Regions from separate parts of the Mus musculus genome. Here region 1 is linked to region 2. A link is a contact called in public HiChIP or PLAC-seq data. All regions are on one chromosome and are shown on one strand. The core of a region is the stretch at or near the end of the contact, and the rest is flanking DNA. Distances in the headings are between cores, read along the strand shown.

The links. HiChIP or PLAC-seq counts read pairs in DNA pulled down with a chosen protein or histone mark.
Region 1: a contact with region 2 is called in a FOXA1 HiChIP or PLAC-seq map of pancreatic cancer cells. The contact joins the promoter of Bola1 here to the enhancer-like site in region 2. A contact is called at or near these places in 1 of 39 promoter capture datasets (the C10 cell line), 2 of 115 datasets of contacts at active chromatin or transcription factors (bone marrow-derived macrophages and pancreatic cancer cells) and 2 of 9 other capture datasets (liver and pancreatic islet).

Annotation. Positions count from the first base shown.
Region 1 is chr3:96,196,216-96,199,343 of GRCm38.p6, reverse strand. Bola1 (bolA-like 1 (E. coli)) reads left to right here and starts at 1,758. Exons shown (of 2, transcript NM_026975.2): 1 at 1,758-1,794; 2 at 2,065-2,756. The coding sequence starts at 2,068. The coding sequence ends at 2,481.
Region 2 is chr3:96,015,873-96,019,201 of GRCm38.p6, reverse strand. All of the region lies in intron 14 of Vps45 (vacuolar protein sorting 45), which reads left to right. Among named protein-coding and RNA genes, the nearest start is that of Plekho1, 22 kb to the right of the region's middle. Within about 2 kb of position 2,016, at least 41 of the 459 cell types and tissues checked have an H3K27ac peak or open chromatin away from gene starts, as enhancers often do. A contact at or near this core is called in bone marrow-derived macrophages and pancreatic cancer cells, where this site is marked.

The DNA of each region.
Region 1 (3,128 bases), core at 509-3,008, 180 kb before region 2:
CAGAGTCTGAGGCCAGCCTAGTATACATTATGAGTTTCAGGACAGCCCAAAGACAAGGCTGCTGTTGGGTCCCAAAGAAGCCAGGGACAAATAGGTAACTATGGTTTCTATTACACCAAAGTACACGCTGGCAGCAGAACTCGTTATCTATGGCTTTCCTTAGCTCTTTTCACCCTATCTCCAAACTGCTCCAGCTCAGGGCTTCCCTTCCCTTCTCCAGCTTCTGACTCCTATACTATATAACCCAGCCATTTTGGCCATGAGCTTTCTTGGTTCTCTTGACTCTGGCTCTGGCTCTGGTTCTCTCTCTCTCTCTCTCTCTCTCTCTCTCTCTCTCTCTCTCTCTCTCTCTCTCTCTCTCTCTCTCTCTCTCTCCATCTCTCACTCTCCCTCCCCTCCTCTCCCTTCATAGCCCTGTTCAGTCTGCTGTTTAGCTTGCTCTATTTTCTTCCTGCACTAGACCCTTCCAGATGCCTCTGGCTGTGTTCTCCCTCACACACAGAGTAGGAACTGCCTCAGCCATTCCTTGGAGTGGTCATGTGTTGTGTCCGGCCAGCAGACCACAACCTGGGTTCTAGCCTGGAAAGGCATTTTGGAAACCTGGAAGAGAAGAGGGGCTAGGTGGCGAGAGAAAAGAATGTAGCCAAGACAGTTACTCTGATCAAGGCTCAAATTTTATTGTTGCGACACTAGTTATGAAGGAAGGGGGAGGGGACCCGATTCCCGCGGAATAATCTCTGGTCCAGTAGAAAGGTGCACGTGTGTGGCTCCGCAGGTTCCAGCAGTGGGCGTGGCAGAACGAATGAGCAGGAAGCTCCACCCCTGAGCAAGCAGGTTTCAGGCTAGGGGAGGGGAGACTGCAGTCATGTGCTGATTTCATTCAGTTACCACATCCTGACCAAATGAGGTGAGAAAGTGGTCTTCTTGTTTCTCCTACACTGCTCTAAGAAGTCTCTTGTCATTTCTTTGGTCCTCACGTGTAGGTAATATGCTTACAGTAAACTGTGTGTATTTCCACCACACACTTGACACACGGTATCACAATGAACATTATGACTATTTCTCTAGTGCTTTGTAAACTCTGAGAGCAGGGCTGTCTTTATTCTATCTCTCTCAGGAACAAAGGAATCTCCGAAAGGAACAAAGCTGGGGTCCTACACAGAAGCGCGCGGGGGCAAGGCAAGTTAGTGCAGCTCTTAGGGAACTGTGTGACGATCTTCATTTTCCTTCTCACTGGAATTCTCTGTTTGGGGCAGGACAGATTATCTTGGGAAGAAAACTGTCCCAGCAGACATTCCCCTCTGAATTGAGCAAGGTCCGCTGTAATCTCATAAGAATCTGTTTTTGCTATGGAAGCACTCTATCAATAACCCAGGACAGTAATCCCAGCAGGTAGGAGGTAGAGGCAGGAGGATCAGGAAATAATGGACATTTCTAGAGTGGTAAAGGCCAACCTGGGCTACATGAGACTTCTTTTTTTATTAATTACATACAAATGACTTAAGCTATTTGGGTTATAGATCAAGAAGCTACAAATCTGGTGCAACCATCTTAAATTTACAGGAAACACTTTTGTTTTTATTGCTCTAATTTCCCGACTTTGCAGGATTTTACCGGTCGGGAGAAGCAGGGACTACAATTCCCATAAAACCTCTGGGTACTGGGTAACGCCTGCCAGACGCAACCGGACTGCGTTTCCTAGCGAGCCTCCTGACGCGGCGTTTGCGTGGTCCGACCGGAAATTCGGTTGTTAGATCAAGCGGTGGTACAGCAGGCTGCGCAGCAAGTACAAAGGTACCACCCTAGGGTTCGGAGAGACGATAGGGCTCTGACTCAGCCAAAAGGACCAAGTTGTACATTTTCCATTTTTCAGCTCCCAGCCATGCTTTCCCAGTGCCCTTAGTGCCTAGCGCTCTGGCCGCTCAATCGCCTTTGTCTCTCCGCTACCGGCGTAGAAGCCGCGTTAACCCGCCACGCAGAGTAGAGGCGGTTCCAGGGTGTGCTTGTCTGGGGTGCGTGGGCAGGGTGTGTGGACTCAGTCCCGTGTCCTTCGTTTCTCCGCAGCGAATGCTAAGTGCGCGATCGGCCCAGTGCATGGTCTCCATGGCCACGCGCTCGTGTGTATCGCGGGGCAGCGCGGGATCTGCGGCTGCAGGACCAGTGGAAGCCGCTATTCGCGCCAAATTGGAGCAAGCCCTGAGCCCCGAGGTACTGGAGCTGCGCAACGAGAGCGGTGGCCACGCAGTCCCAGCAGGCAGCGAGACGCATTTTCGCGTGGCGGTGGTGAGCTCTCGTTTCGAGGGGATGAGCCCCTTGCAACGGCACCGGTTGGTCCACGAGGCACTGTCGGAGGAGCTGGCTGGACCGGTACATGCCCTGGCCATCCAGGCGAAGACCCCCGCCCAGTGGAGAGAAAACCCACAGTTGGACATTAGTCCCCCCTGCCTAGGTGGGAGCAAGAAAACTCGAGGGACCTCTTAATAAATACCTGGATTGGGAGAACGATCCGAATGGGTCGACTGAGAATAAACTACTACATCACTACTACCTTATTCCTTGATTTGTACGGACCAGGAGCTCTGCCTTTTCTGCTAATGAACACCATGCAGAGGCAAAGACACCTCTGGTGAAAGCTAAGCTAGCCCAGGGAGAGAGCAGCCACTCCCTCCCTCTTGCCCTTGCCTGGGCTAGACTAGAGAAAGGTCCTGATGAATCGGAAAGGGCCATGATAATAAAAGAGAAGCTGGTGCATGAGGTCAAACGGTGCTCTTAATACCTGTTAAATTGGAGCTACACATCATTAGTGCATATGGGGGCTGGGGGAGGTTGCATAACACCACTGCGCACTTGGGTGTCAGAGAGTAATTTTCGGAGTTACTCCTCCCCCAGTTGCATGGTTCTGGAATTGAACTCAGAGAGGCCATCAGGTTTACACAGCTGTTAGGTCCCTACAGACGTTCTTATGAGAAGAAAATTACCTGTAGGCTAGAGAAGGGATTTGTGAGGAAGTGAACTATCTGGGTTTTGCAAGGATACCAAAATTAACCCGGAAAAGAGGGAATTCCTGCATTTGAAGCAGGAAAAGAACCGAAATAAACATTGGCTAGGTTTGGGGAATGGAGATGGCT
Region 2 (3,329 bases), core at 767-3,266:
TTCATGAGGAGCAAACACACAAGGAGAGCCTCACATAAAGCATATGTACACGAAGGGAGGCTCCGCACGCTCTCTGTAGAGCCAGCTCCACACAGGGCCCACTGTCAGGATTGTGTGTAGCCCAGTAAACAGTTTAACACCAGAAGTATGGAAAACCTGGGAGGGGGGTGCTAGGGAATTTTTATTTTTTATAAGAAAATAGAAAAAAATTGAAGTTTTTGATCAGGAAAGTGACAGGAAATGTATGTTGTTTTAGGAATGTTAATGTGGCAGTGAGGGGTAAGGAGCCGCCTAGACTAAAGAGGCAGGTCAGACACTTGAATTCAGTGTCTGCTCCGAGGGTCTGTGCTGACATATGTGGCTTTGGGTAACTGGGAGTCGTGACAGGATTTCCATGTTCTTTCATTGCATACCATTGTGATTTATAAACATAATTTTACCTTCATTATGGAAGTGGCGTGCAGCTTTTGTAAAGGGTTTCATTTTTTTAGTTCAGGAAGTATACAGAGAAGGAAGAGCCCCCAGCCCCAGCACTGAGAGATTGTTAGTGCTGAGTAGATCATCAGTGTCCGCTGACAGACCTTGGAGCAGCAGGGCTGCCTGGGCTTAACCCCAGCTTCCCTGAACCCTTCTTGTGAATTAGCCCCTTTGCCAGTGTCCAGAATGTGCTAGCACATACAAGTTTATAGTGTGTGTGACTTGCTGGGTAATGTCCTTGCCCACTTTATAATTAAGGTATTCTTCTGTTTTTCTTGTTTTTATATGTCTATATGTATAACTAAGAATATTAACCATGAATCTTCTATTTCACAATTTTTCTACTATTTGATCTTCTTTAATATTTATTTATTTAATTTTTGTGAATGAATGTTTTGTTTCTAAATATGCTTAGTATGTGTGTACCTGGTGCCCAAAGAAGTCAGAGGAAGGTTCCAAATCCCCTGGAACTGCGTAAGAGTGGTTGTGAGCTGTCCTGTGGGTTTTGGGGACCGAACCTGGGGCCTCTACAAGGACAAATGCTCTTAACCGCTGAGCTGTCTCTCCAGCCCCAGAGGTTTTGCTACATATTATTCTATGTTCTAGTATTAAAAACTGCATTGTTGTTGCTATTATTTTCAATTTTTTATTAGTTAAGCTACTAGTGATTTCTGCCTTTGATGTTATACTTAGAAAAAGTTCTTTCCCAATCAAACTTATAAATGCTAACATTTTTACTATTACTTTTAGGGCTCATATTTAAACTTGCATCTTAGCAATCTATCAGAATTTCATTTTGGTTTAAACTGTGTGATGGAGATTTATAGCTTTTATAGATGTTATATAGATAGGTTTTTTTTTTCCTCCTGACACCAAGTGCCTGGTACCACTTCAACCCCATGCTTTGGCTTCTCTGGACGCTGTCTGTCTGGATGCTAAACAGTTCACTTGGTTCTGCTGTGTCTACCTAGAGTTAGCGGTAGACCCCCCCTAGAGGGCCCCACTTCAGATGCCAGCCTTCTGATTTACCAGCTGCAAGTTGGGATTGCCATGACTCATTCTCTAGGTTTGGAAACATGTTAGAACCATGTGCAGAACCCAGGAAGCCACTTTATCTACATTTACTAATGTGTTAAGAGGGACATGACTCAGGAAACGTCAAGAAGGAAGTGCAGAGAGAGCAGGGTTTAGTGGACAGAGTGAGGAGGCTTCACACACCAGCCAAAGAGATGTTTGAACTTTCTCATTTAATGACGTTCTCGGGGTTCCATTATGTGGATATGACTGAATAAATCATTAGCCATTAGTGACTTAGACTCTAGACACTTTTCTCAAAGGTTAGGGCACAGGCTAAAAGTTCCAAACTCTGACCATGGTTTGGTCTTTTCTGAATCCTGAAGCCCACAAGAGTAGCTTCATTAAAACAAAGGGCACTCAGGAAATGCCAGGGTTTTAGGAGCTCTGTGCCAAGAATGGAGACAAAGACATCTTTCTGTAGTACCACATACATGCCATTACATATAGAAGAGTCATCTCAGTGAAATGTCACACTGATTCACCTCTGTAAACAGTGTCCTCAAAAATGCCCCTTGTATGCCTGCTTGTCACCCCTAGGCCATCACTGCTTATGGGATTTCTGTTGCCATAAATTGATTTTATCTAATTTTAAAAGATATTTGTTAGCCAGATATGGTGGTCCATTCTTTTAATCACAGCACTTGGGAAGCAGAGGCAGGCAAATGTCTGAGTTCATAGCCAACCAAGTTCAAACCAAAAGGGCTACAGGGTAAGACTTTGTATCAAAAACAAAAGATTTTAAAAGAAGATAAATGAATAAATAAATAGATATAGAGACTAAACTTTATAGGTCTGGAGCTACAAGCATTCTATCCCTAACCACCCATAGAACTACACCCCACCCCCACAGAACTATACCCCATGCCATAGAACTACACCACACCCCCATAGAACTACACCACACCCCATAGAACCACCCCCCACCCCCACAGAACTACACCATACCCCATAGAACTACACCACACCCCATAGAACTACACCACACCCCATAGAACTACACCACAATCCATAGAACCACACCCCACCCCTACAGAACTAAAATACACCCCTTAGAACTATACCACACCCCATATTACTACACCCCCCCACTGAACTACACTACACCCCCACAGAACTATACCCCATCCCCACAGTACTATACTACACCCCCATAGAACTACACCCCACTCCTTAGAACCACACCCCACCCCATAGAACTACACCCCATCCCCACAGAACTACACCACACCCCACAGAGCCACACCTGCTCCATAGAGACTAAACTCAGTTTGACTCAACTTTCCCTCCCAAATAGATCACCTCCGCTTGTCCGTCTTCTCTGTCCAGTTTCTTTCTTTCATTCTGGTCTTCTCTTTGGTACAATTTTACTTTTACCAAAGAACACCCTTCTTCCCGCTGTTAGTCACTTTGACATGTGTAAAACTCCTGCTAAGTTCAGAATTCTGTGCTGAGGACTGGAGAGATGGCTTAGCAGTTAAGAGTACTTGCTATTCTTCTTCCAGAGGACCCAATCTTAAATTAAATAAATAAATAAATAAATAAATAAATAAATAAATAAATAAATAAATAAATAAATAAATAAAATGAATTTTTTTAGAAACAGAGAAGGAGGGAGGGGAAATCCTTATAAAAATAATTTGGCTGATAATTTCTGTTCGGCACTTAAGAGCCAGTGAGATTATTTTCACTTGTTACTTTTGACAAGTGTTCTTTGAGGCTGGGTGTGGTGGTGCACGCCTTTAATTCCAGCACTCCTGAGGTGGAGGCAGGTGGCA